Linked DNA regions of Gossypium hirsutum: regions 1 and 2 are each linked to region 3. The links are chromatin contacts, called in public Hi-C maps. All regions are on one chromosome and are shown on one strand. Each heading gives the region's core, a stretch centred on a gene start, on an enhancer-like site or on the middle of the called end of the contact. The rest is flanking DNA. Distances are from core to core; before and after follow the strand shown.

Region 1 (4,129 bases), core at 1,420-3,919, 500 kb before region 3:
ACTTACCATACCCATGTCAGATACATAATTGTATCCAACAATCACACCTACACATATATTTCTATTACAATAAAAAATATGATGAAATGTGTTTGGAATTTGGTGTTATAATCATAAGAATTACTTATACTTGAGGTTCACTTCCATGGTTTTTAACTAATCATCATAACATGAACATGGAAATGTCAATCAGGCAACATTACAGATAAAAGAAATATTACTATCTAGAACGCACCTGATTCAACTTGCAACGCTTTCCATAGTGGCAATTCTACATTTGATGAGTTACTCAGAAAGTTGAACAATTTCTTAAGGGAGGAAAGTCTTGAGAGAGAGAGAGATGGAGAGAGAGAGAGAGAAGTCTTCAATTGATAAAAACAAATCATTCCAGCACATATATGATTCTGACTTGGACCCCGGATGCTTTTTCAGCCATTCATCAAAAAGTCGAACCATTGAATCCAAAGAATGACCGCTGCACCAATAAAAACAAGAATAGACATAAGATGAATTACTAGAAGTGATGGAGGAATTGAATGGCAATTGAACTTCAGAGCACCAATTAAAGTACCAATAACTCCATCCAACAGAAATTAATCTCGTTTCATGCAAGTTATTTAAACGCAAGTCCAATGGCATTGCTGTGTTTCAGTAACCTGATGACATAACATGTTTCTTTAGATCTTAGCATATTCATAAAATCAGAAGTTCGAATATGGATACACATTTGCACATACGAAAAGGCATGCAAGTGGACAGATCGCATGTCTTCCTTTTGGCATATATAGTAATAGGATAATGTATTTAAGATAGATAGATAGATAGATAGATAGATAGATAGATAGATACGCTATGGAATCAACTTCGATTGTTCAAGATACAGTCTTGAGTTGCCCGAATTGTTTATCCAGGGAACCTTGTCATGTATCCACTCAAGAGAAGTGTAAGAATTATGACTCCTATAGCTTGTCAATCTTGTATATATGCTACAATCCAGTCCTCTCAGATAAACTTGTGCACAGTAAGATCATTTATATTTTTGAAAAAACATTTCTTATTTCTAGGTGTTCCTTCAGTAAGGAGACGACATCATGTTACATAATCAAACAGGGTAATCACATACTAATCTTTAAAAACCTATCCAACTGTTAACAGCCAAAAGTGAATTAGGATGCTTAACTCCAAGCATCATTATCAGAATCAGACAGGACAGTTATTTGTTCAGGGTTTTGAGTTTCAAGTCCATTAGTCCAACCGTTGGATCATTCAAGTCAATGCTTTGAATGAAATGTCATGTTCCCGAATGAGCTCGGGGAAGGTAGAGTACAAAATAGGAGCTGGGTAGGATGGTTTGACTGCCAGGCCAGTCCAAGTTTTATAACAGAGATTTCAAGTGGCAATGAAAGAATATCCCAGTAAAAAATCCACACAAATAAGTGCTTAAAAAGCAAGATAGATACTTTACTCAATATTATGGAGTGCTAAAATGATTACTCTTAGTTTTAACAGGAAAATAGATCCAAAGTAAGATGAAATTGCTTCATCTCATTGAACCCAAAACCAAGAATTGTTACTCTATTTTGAATTTTGCTTATGCATAAGAGATCAAAATCACAACCACTTTAGAAGGAAAGACAATAAATTTCTAAAAGTCACTTGAAATGAGTAAAACTGAGGCTAGAAAGGTCTTCTTGCAAGTGATAATATCATCTTTGGCCTCATTCTGATGAGTATGATGCAATTTTATTGCATGGCAGAGAGTAGAATCAAACCAAAGCATAGTTGAAGAATCATCAAAAGCCAAAAAGCATTGTTTGGTTCCATAGAATATCTAAAATGTGAGATATACAAACAATTTATTTCTGTTTGCCTCCTACAATATTTTGGCTAAAGTTGAGCTCAAAGAATATAAAAATTGGGTATGAATGATAAAGATTATGATTACAACTAAATAATTTACATCAGACAAAGCATATATGCGTTAAAGATTATTATCTGTGAAAAGAAGAAAATAATCCATGAATACCATGGAATGAAAAGAGTAAAAGTAGAGTGAAAAAAAAAGACCTGAACATCATAGAATTTGATGTAGAAGCGGGAGCTATCAATTGAGAGCTTGGTTTGAAGAATATCAGCTACAGTTGAACTCAATTTGGCATTAACAGAAGGTCCAAGGCCCCCAATAGAAATCAATTCTCCATAAGCAGCAGGGGCTTCCGTCCCAGCAAATGCCATGGGAACTCCGCCATTAACCAAAATCATCACGTACTGTTAACCCATTTTTACCCCCCCCCCCCAAAAAAATTAACCAAAATAAAGCCATTAAAATTAAAATAGACAAGGAAAAAAAGAAGTAAATAAGAACAAACAGATTCAGGTTTGCCAATGATTTTGGCAACAGCTTTGGTGGCGTCCTTAAGGATGTCAGAGGTGGTGACGGCGTCCACAGGTACGTTGGTGTATAAATTCAAGGTGGGCATTTCCTACTTCTTCTTCTTCTTCTTCCCCTGGTTTTTGGAGTGTTAGCAGTTTAAATGAATGAGTGGCTTGAAATAGAAATTATCTTCTTTGCCTACAATATGCCGCTCTCCACCAATACACATTGCGGCACCGCCCCTTTCGCTTTAAAACAAAACAAAACAAAACAAAACAAAAGTGATGTCATTTTATTGAACGTTTTTTTATTCCGAGAATTATATGTTTTTCAAATAATTGTTACATGTCTGTCAATCCCTTCTCAAAATGATTTTTTTTTTCCAAGACAACACATTTAATTATTAAAAAAATTATATAAATATTTTATATTATTATGTCAGTGGATGCTTATTACGATAATAAGTTTGATTTATTTTGGGATTTTAATGTAACTAATTAAAAGTGAAGTTTTATATTACCTATATTTTTTTTATGTGTATAAATATAAATTTTAGAGAAACATGATAATTATATTTATTCATCAAGAATTATTTGTTTATTATTTTCTTTTTTTATAAAAGAATTACTTTTCAATTTTTTACTTATAAAATATGATAAAATTAATCATCCAAATGGGATTGCATGGCCATTATTTATAAGAATAGACAAAGTAATAGTGATCCCACGGTGCCACCTGAGCAACTAGTGGCACCACACTCACCTGACAACAATTTTTGCGTAATTGATTAAATTTTTAAAAAATAATAATTTTTTGTGCCACCTGAACAAACAGTGACATTGGTATGTATCATGTAAAAATATGCCCTTGAAAAGTACAAATACATATCGAAAAAATTATTTTTTAATGGTGTCGTTGACATGTCAGGCGGCACCGGAATAAATTAATATACAATTTCTTTTTTTATTTTTTAAAAAATTAAAAAAAAGACTGAAAAGTCAAAAATTAGCAGAACCCGTGATTGACTGGTTACGTCGGTAGCAGGTCGTCAGGCCATTATCGCCTGACAGCTTGGCGGCACCAACCTAACGACCTACCACCGATCTGACCAATCAGTCACAGTTATGTTGATTTTTGACTTTTCATGTTTTTCTTTAATTGTTGCTATATTAAATATATATATATTAATTTTAGTATAAAAGGGGTGGGTTTGGTCCCCAACCCCCACACAATTGGTTAAAAAAAAATGAAAGGTCCCACCCATAGCCGACTTAAGGTATGTTAATTTTTTTTTGTAGGACAACTCCATCAAACCATCAATTTTGATGGTTGTTGTAGCGATGTAAAAATTTTGCTTTGGTCGCTAGTTGAGGCGATTATTTGAAAATTTGAAAATCGACTTGTGATTTTATTAAAAAGGGGAGTCGCCACTAATCTTTTTTTCTAGGTGTGATCGGACACCTAATAAATCATCTTTTTTTAAAAAGAATTTTTTTTTTTAAAAAAAAAAAAGGCCGAGTTTAGGTCTACGTTAAAAGCCAGAGAAAGAATAAGGTTCGGGAGTCGGTTACGCGCGAGGAAGGTATTAGCACCCTCGCAACGCCCAAAATTAGTATCTTATTAAACATGTGTTGTCTTAATTTTTAAAAATACGAGTTCAATTTGACATTTAATCGTGATCCGATTGAAAAATGAGAATTTTTAATTTTCGGCATTTTAGAAGGGTGACCCGTTTTTAACACGAGCCGACGAATT
Region 2 (4,307 bases), core at 1,070-3,569, 290 kb before region 3:
AACGAGGCAAGTGCTAAACCCCATTTGTTTTCACTATATTATCAACCAAAATGGATGGAATGACATCAAACACCAAAACATGTACGCATATCTTTAAAATATAAATTCAACTATTTTTCTATAAATAATATAATTATTTGTATATGTAATAAGTAAATATAAAATAGTATTACTTTTGTAGTTTTTAAAAATTAAATTAAATTAATAGTAAAACAAAAAATAGTAAATTAAAATAAGGTGGAAATTTCTAAATTGATTTATAATTAATAATATTGGCAGATTTAATTTTAATCTCATGAATTTTAAAAATACCACCGAAGCACAATAAATTGAAGAATAATTTTTTTTTCAAAAGTATAAAAAAAAATCTTCTATTTATTTTTACCAAATCATAAGATCCATCGTCTTCCCTTCTTAATTTATTCTTTTTGGCTTTTTTAAGGTATCAATCGGATCGAGCTTATTGATTAATCCTTCACATTTTGTAGATCCTTAGTAAATGTTTATTATGAATTTTAAAATTGTTTCATAGTCACCGCAAATATTGAACCCGCATATTAAAATACCCTTTTTAATTTTAAATTAAAAAAATTAGGAAAATTTCTGAAATAAGAAATATGAGTAGGCATTAATTCCTTTCGATAAAATGGGAGAATTATGGGAGTGGGTAAAAGTAGTCAAAAGGTAATAATATACATATTCCCTAAAAACAATGATCAAAAGGAATATATATGTTCTCTAGATAAGAAGAATATGAAGATGAGGTTGATGTGGGGTAAGGGTGCATAGTGGATGTGGTTAGCTAGCGAGTTGTCACGGAATTTTGTTGAAGAATATACACCAAGTAATTAAAAAAGAGAGAGAGAGAGATAAAAACGGACTAGAGAGAGAGAGAGACTCACATCATAACAACAAAGAGCACCAAGATTGCTGAGGAGATGGTGGAAAGATCAACTACCGATTCACCAGCATACCTTGAGTTAACCACCTGAAACAGCGAGCCCACAACTTTCTGATATGAACTAAAACCATCCATGGTTTCTGAATTCCATTCCATTGAGCAGAAGAGAATAAACTGAACTAATGTCAACCCAAAAACAGTGGCAGCAAGAAAACAAGAATGAACGCTTGACAGTAAATGACTATAACCCATCTCCTTCCAGTTCTTCAGGATGTAACTGAACTCCACCTTTTTTGTCATTTTGTCAAAAACCCATATCAAGGCTCGTAGGCAAGCTGGATAAAGAGTGTTCCCAATAAGAATTTGTGGAATTAGCAGCAACAGAAGACCCGAATTCTTCTTGAAGACTATCATGTTTTCATTTGTTGGAACAAACCCACAGTTTGCGAACGTAGAAACGACAGTGAAGAAAGAAAATGTTCGTATATCAATACCTTTGGTTTTCAGTGTTTTTCTGGCGCTTGAAACCAGGCTTACATACATAGAAACTAGACTAGAACCAACTGCGTGGACTACTAAAAGATACCCGAAAACCAGATACCCCAAACACCTAGTGGCCTTATACTTGAGACTCTTAATATCGGAAGTCAAGTTTTTGTTACTTTCTAAGTCATTGATAGGTTTCTCATTCGCTAAGGCTGAAAAAGTAATCCTACCCAACTCCACTTCCTGGGCAATGTTTTTTGAGGTCAAGCTGTAGTCTGATTGGAGGCCCCTATTGCTAATAGAATTTACAATGTCCCCATCGAAACTTGGAGGTGTTTCAAACCTGAACCTCCCCAACAGAAGTCCAAGCATGGAAGTGAAGACCTCCCCACCTACCAGCATCAGAATAGTTATAATAATAAGTTGGGTATTGGAAAAAACCTCCATTTCTACAGTCGACATGCTTGAAACCGTTGTTGCTGATACAGAAGTGAAGAACACGTCTATGCTTTTAGGACTAACTGAGCCGGATTTTGGCTTTGACATTTTCAATGCCCCGAAGCCAACCAAAGACAGGACTATGAAATAAGCAAGCTGAACCCAGAAAGGGTTCACTCTAAAGACCAAGAAACGGAAACAAGTGGATATCAAACCACGATAGGATTGGTTGAAGCATGATAGTTTGGAGCGTGAAGTGCTACTAAAATGCTCCAATTTTCTACCGAAGCAGATAATAGTGTTACTCATCTTTATTACGAAGAAAGTTGTATGATAACATATTGACCTTTGAGCAGTAGGGGTATATATACAGAGGGGCAGAGAGGAGCTCTTGTCCAACTTAGTGGGATTTCCCAAGAGAAACAAATAAAAAAACCTTGGTGAGATTTTCAAAGAGAAATAAAAAAAAAAAAAACTTAGTGGGATTTCCCTGCACATGTGACAAATCAACTTAACTATATATAATTGGTTAAATGTTTTAAATAATCCCTGTAAGTTCTTTCAGATTTGATTCATTCACTATAGTTTGAACAATTTTAATCCTTGTATTAATTGAAAATCCTTTACGAACTTTCACCGTTTGTACCGTTAAACAACATGACATGGCATTATCTGTAATTAAGTGGCTTTAGAGTGTCATGTACTCTGTGTACAGGTCGGTATTTATGATTGCCACGTAGTATAATCACCCAAAACAGGGAAGAAAATGAAGAAAAGAGGGTTATATTATATGAAATGAAAAGAATGTTTCATCCATGCTTCCTCGATTTCAGCGTATATTCCCCTAAACCCATACTTCGGCTTCTCTTCAATTCCTTTTTGTGTTGAAATTTTCTTCTTTCATTGCTATGATAATTTCCTATCGTTTAGATGTTTTGGGTCAGCTTCAAGCAACGAACCTCCAACACAATTTCATTTTCATTTCTTTACTGTTTCCCTGCCCAGAAGTATTAGAGGATGAGGGTTTTCGTTTTCTTTTATTTTTGGTTGAAATACGTGGCAATAATACATGCTTAGGTGTACAAGCCATGTCAAACACCTTAAATTCTCTATTTAAAATAGTGCCATGTTAGGTTACTCAACGTCTTTAGTTTAGGATTGAAATTTTGATTGTTGAATAGCAGAGGGACTAAATATGTTGAAATTATAGTAAAGTGATCAAATTCACAAGAAATATAACAGTATAGGGACTGCTTACAGAATTTAACCTTTTTCTTTCGGTGATCTTCATTTAATTTGGTTTTATTATTCTAATAATATGGCCAGCATTTTATGCAGGCGCAACGGTTATAATAAATTACATTATCTACACTAAGGAGTAGAATATAACCATTTGATTAAAAATCATTTTAATAACTCTTTCCTCCAATTTTGTGAGCATTGGGGTATGTCTCTCTTTTTTAATAATAATAATAATAATAATAATAATAATAATAATAATAATAAAAGCCAACCGTATAATATCACTTTTTATTTATTATTCTGACTAGGGGCTGCGCCATGGAGGTAAAGGCTGCTCCGGAAAACTAAATACTAAATTTACTCCATATGGTATTTAAAAATGTTGTTTTATTTTTATTAAAAATTCATATATATATTTTTTAATTTAAAAACATGTTGGATGAGTAAAGATATTTGTTTTCTATAATTTATAATATATGTAAAAGTACGAGTTTGGAAAAAGATTTGGAATGGATAAGAATATCTTTAATGTTATTTTAATTACTAATATGACACTAAATACATAGGTTTTATTAATAATAGAGATTTTATTCATTTTAACTATACAATTAATAAACAAGAACAAATACGAATTTATTGTGAGCAAAGAAAAAAAAAACAATATCCTCTCACTCTACCCTAAACTCTCTATGTGGCTATTGCCTTCCCTCCCTAACTTTATGGAACTCTCAGGAGGGCTAGCCACTAAGAACTAACAACAGTAGTAATGTTTGGGTGCTATAGCCAATAGCCCCCTCACTGATTTTCATAGTTGGAACAAGTCCTGATATCTAAAATTCGGTTGTAGCTAGGGTAACGAAAAAGGTTAGATAAAGAATGTAAAGCTTTTGGGTAGGAAAATTGCCTTCAATGCACTGCTAAATAGGATCACAATACTATGGAAAACAAATTTTCCATTCCAATTAATGGGTTTGGAAAATGATTATTATTTGGTTCAATTTAGTGAAGAGGATGACTATAATAAAGTGCTAACAAATGGACCTTGGGTGATATTTGGTCAGTATCTGACGATTCGTCCTTGTACATCGAATTTTTTGACGACTCAGGATAGGGGGGAATCCAAGTGGTATGGATCTGGTTGTTGGGACTTTCTGAAAGTTACTATTCACCTTGTATTCTCCAAGTTATTAGACAAGTGATTAGTTCGGTGGTTATGATTGATGAACACACTTATTTCGTT
Region 3 (4,702 bases), core at 545-3,044:
TCAACATGTATGGACTCAAATTCAAAATTGCAGGGAGAAGGTAATCGTAGGAGAGAATGGAAAATCAAGAATAATTGATAACTCCCCAAAGGGCCTAATTTTTGAGACAGTTGAAGGCTTAAATACCACTTCTTTCCATTTTTCTTCCATCCAGAACAATACTCACCAACAGAACTCAAGCACTTTTTTTCCTTTAGCATTTCTTTTGACCAATTGGAAATAAGAAGCACACCCAAAAAACATAAATAACTGCTTATTAAAGCAATTTATATGCTTAAGTAAAACAAGCAGGCCAATCAAAAACCCTTTAGTTATCATTCAGAGCCAGAGCAATGAATGAAAGCCAGGTAGAAAAAGCTGAAAATGATTCAGTTGACAACTAATTTTATCTATGAACTCACAATGGTAGGACCCGATGTGTAGTTGAACTCCTCACAAATCGGTTTCTGCATTGTTGAAGCAGAAGCTAGTGTGTGCATCTTTGAGTCATCAATGACCTGGACATAGAGATGCTTGTTGGAACGGAAGACACACAGTCTTGGTCTATCTGGTGTCCCTTCAATCTACAAAAGCAAGAAACCCCCTGTAGTAAGATAGGGGATACTCTGTATGCTTGAGGGACTTAAACCATAGTAACCAAAGCCAATAGATTTCACTATAACAATATCAAATCCATTCGGAGAGGAAACCGACCATTAAGAAAGATGATGATGATGATGATGATCAAAAGAATCTCATTTATCCGCCCATCCCCCTCTTTTCTAACTTATTAAAGATGAAGTTTACACGAACTCCCATCAATTCTTCTATATAAGAAGAAGAAAATATTATAGCTCTTATTTGTTTCTTTGGCACATAAAATAGCATGGCTCTTACAAAGTTTTACCACAGCTTAAGATAACAGGGTTCCTTAATCTAATATATCCTATGGACAAAATAATCTAACCCCATTTGGTCCCAAAACATGTACGGAAACATCATTTTTAATAAATGAGTAAATTTGAAAGATAAACAGTACTTGATAAGCTAAGAAATGGAGATAAATGTAAAAGGAATTTGCATTTTCTTAATGAGAGTATAACTGAGATAAGAAATAGGATTCGCTTTAAACAAATAAAATATCATGCTTAAAAAGAAACAGTCGTAACCTTCTTCCTAATGCGAGAATGGCGGGCCTCACGATCTTCTGTTCGGGTGCGAGCTTTGGCTTGAACATTGAGGAAGACAGAGGGTAAAGATGGCTGAGGGTTTGACATTGACAGCCTCAAGGGAACTCCTAAAAAAGAAGTCTGTTTATGATTGAGAGAACCAGCAAACTGTAATCCCGTACTGACAGTCATAGTCATAGCCGTTGCAGTAATTGCCATACCCAGTTGAGATTCGAGATTCCTTAATGCTGTCTGTCTGCGTTTCAATTTAAACAAATATCATCAAAAAACATAACCATGATTATCATTCATTTATTATTAAACAGAAGAAACAATACGTCATACCTGCTTTCCAAGGCTTTAAAATGGGGCTGTACTGGAAGGCAAAGCAAAGAAAGCAAGTGTGGATAGTGTGCTATGAGTGTTGCAGTGAGAGGGGAGTGAAGTCTGGGAGGAGCGAGATTTGGATAAGAAAAGGGATAAAGCGTATGAATGAAATAAAGGGAATGTCCTCGGCCAGTTCGGCCTTGTTTGCCTGAACACCATCTCCTGTTCTCATCCCTTGCGTGCTGGTCCCATCACCTTCCGCCTCAACTCAAAAACCGAAGCCCAACCCAATATCATAATTTTACATTATATACTATTTCTAAGCCACTGTTAAAATCAATTCACATAACACATAATTAGGGGAATAGGTAGGGGATAGTAGGCCCCCTAAAATTTTTTAAAATTTAAAATTAATAAAGATAATATTATATTTTGATTCCCTAAAAATAATAAAAATTAGATTTAATCTTTCAAAATTTATAAAGATATAGATTATTAAAATGGTAAAATCATATTTTTATTATCGTAAAAATTACAATTTAATTTTAACCCCTACAAGAATTTCTAACTTTGCCCCTGCACGTAACAGCTTTTCATTTAATTTTATCATATATTAAAAATTTATATAAACTGATAAAATTCATAAATATTTATAAATATTATAATAAATCTTAAAATTAATAAAAACATATTAAAATATTTAAAACATTTTATAAACTTATCCAACTTATAAAAAAAATTATAAAAAATAATAAAATTTGTAATAAATTATCAATATTTAAAAACTTATAAAAATCATAATAAGTCCTAATAAATTAAATATATAATTTTTAATAAAAATATAAAATAAATAAAAAATCATAATTCATTTATTGGTTTCTCATTTTGAAAATTAATGTGACATTATACTAACCATTGGATAATGGGAATAGTTGCCTAAACCAATGTTATACGAGACTGTATCAGTCGGTCAGATTAGTTGGACTAAGAATTGAAAAGGGTACTAGTCCAGAGAAAGTCACTAAATCAGTTGACTCAAAAATCGATACAGATGGGTTGAACAGGCAATTGAACCAAATTTTTATTTTTTTAATATTTTTAAATTTTTAATGATTTCTTTAATCGAATCAACGATCAAGTAACCTAATTGATTTGACCACGGTCCGATTTTAAAAACCTTAGTTAGAATATTTCATTACGACATGCTAATGAAGTTTTGATTTTATAGTATCTAACTGTACTAAAATTACTTTATGTTATACAATACTTAACTAACAATTTTTAACTTTTCAATGTCCAAACTATTGCACTATAGTTCAAAAATTGGAGATAAAAATTTTAAAAACAATATAATAATTTATCAATAAAATTGAGGTCTCACAATTATCGTTTTATTTATAGAAGATTGAGAACATTTTATTCAAAATGAAAATTATGCTAATGATATGAGGATTCTCATTTCAACATTTGGTTTGATACCATGTGTTCATTATAATTTTAACGGTTTAAATGATTTTTTTTATATATATTTTTTATATTTTTTCAATTTATTAGAATTTTTTATATTGTTTATAAGTTTTATAAAATTTTAAATATTTTGAATATGTTTCAGTAATTTTATAAACAAATTATATTTTTTTTTATAATTTTTATAAGTTTATACAATTTTTTTATATAATTTTTATAAGTATATATCAATTTTAATAATTTTATGAGAAAATATAATATTAAACCAGGATCTATCACGTATCATCATCTAATTAGTTTGTCAATTGAATTTAATGGTGATAAATGCCAAAAGTAACATGTTTTAACATCATTCTTAATGTGTTTTTGGATGATTATTCGATTTAAAATGGTGGATTTTATGCTTCTAATCATTGAAATTCATGTTTCTATACTTAAAAGAGTATTTGGGAGCAAAAGGAGCGAAAAACGAGCAAAAATTGGGAAATGGAGTAAGCTTCAGAAGCCACAAGGGCTGGGTCATTCCACACGGGCTGGACACACAACCATGTGAGCCACATGGCCAAGTGTTAGATCGTGTGGGTTTCGCAAATCGCACTTTGAACATGCGAAAAAAGACAATTTTTAGGTTTTTTGGGCATTCTGTGACCTATATATGACAAAAATAAGAAGATAAGAGAGAGTCGTCAGAGAATACTCAATAAAATGACTCGAAAAACACCATTGAAGCCGAATCTAAAGCAGATTTCCATCAAGATTGAAAATCTCCTCTTGATTCCTTTGAAGTTTATTATGAGCTTTTTATTTCTTGTGGTTATATTGCCTTCTGGATGTTTTTATTTGCGATTATAAACTAATTTTCCAAATGCCTAAGGAGATGAACCTTACAATGGGTTCTGTTATTTGATTTCAATTTTTACGCAATAAATACTTGGTTTAAAATTTCTAAATTATTAATCCATGTTTGATGTGCTTAAATTAGAGGAGAAAAAGTCCCTATTTAATAGTAGATCTAGCATAATTGAGTGGAGTTGCATGCAATTCTAGAAATAAGACTATATAAACCTACCAAATTAGAGGCAAATCTAATAGGGGGATCCATAGATCGAGTTAATGCAATAAAATGGGTTTTAATTAGAAAGAAATTTCAATTAATCAACCTAGAGTCAGTTGCTCTTACTATCAAAAGAGATATTATCATAATTTAGGGATTTTTATGGATCAAGATACGAAGTGAAAAAATTGTGTAATTTAGATTGATAATGACAGATGAAGTCTAGGTGAATTCTTTCCTAAGAATTGTCTCGCTTTTTGGTTGTTAATCAATTATTTTCCTGATTTGTTCTTTTCTATGTTCTTTAGTTATTTAATTTAGTTAATTTTAGTTTTAATCAATCACTCTAATTTGTCGGCTAAATAATAGAAAGACGGTAATTACTAGTACTTTTAGTCTTCATGGGAACAATATCTTTACTCACCATAGTTATACTATTAATTGATAGGTGCACTTGTTTTGTCAAATTTTTAATTGGTTTACGACTGCATCAAATGATCAACGTGGTTGAAGATGAAAATTGTTAAAAGAAGGACTTAATTTATTACAATTTTATATTATTTATAAGTTTTTTATAAAATTTTAAATATTTTGAATATGTTTTATTAATTTTATAAAAAAAATATAATTTATTGTAATTTTTATGAATTTTATATTTTTTATAAAAGTTTTATGATTTTTTTATAATTTTTATAAGTTTATATCA

The links. A called contact is a pair of places that touch in the nucleus more often than the background predicts.
Region 1: a Hi-C map of leaf shows a contact between it and region 3, with 2.7 times the contacts expected there. The contact joins the promoter of LOC107924291 here to the promoter of LOC107913961 in region 3. A contact is called at or near these places in 6 of 34 Hi-C or Micro-C datasets (callus, hypocotyl and leaf).
Region 2: a contact with region 3 is called in a Hi-C map of leaf, with 3 times the contacts expected there. The contact joins the promoter of LOC107913819 here to the promoter of LOC107913961 in region 3. A contact is called at or near these places in 9 of 34 Hi-C or Micro-C datasets (anther, callus, hypocotyl and 2 more).

Annotation. Positions count from the first base shown.
Region 1 is chrA08:22,855,769-22,859,897 of Gossypium_hirsutum_v2.1, forward strand. It overlaps LOC107924291 (macrophage migration inhibitory factor homolog), which reads right to left and starts at 2,670. Exons shown (of 3, transcript XM_016854693.2): 1 at 2,370-2,670; 2 at 2,068-2,268; 3 at 80-475. The coding sequence starts at 2,480. The coding sequence ends at 440.
Region 2 is chrA08:23,061,467-23,065,773 of Gossypium_hirsutum_v2.1, forward strand. It overlaps LOC107913819 (sodium transporter HKT1), which reads right to left and starts at 2,320. Exons shown (of 3, transcript XM_016842505.2): 1 at 903-2,320. The coding sequence starts at 2,134.
Region 3 is chrA08:23,356,517-23,361,218 of Gossypium_hirsutum_v2.1, forward strand. It overlaps LOC107913961 (50S ribosomal protein L18, chloroplastic), which reads right to left and starts at 1,795. Exons shown (of 4, transcript XM_016842687.2): 1 at 1,494-1,795; 2 at 1,149-1,404; 3 at 402-563. The coding sequence starts at 1,367.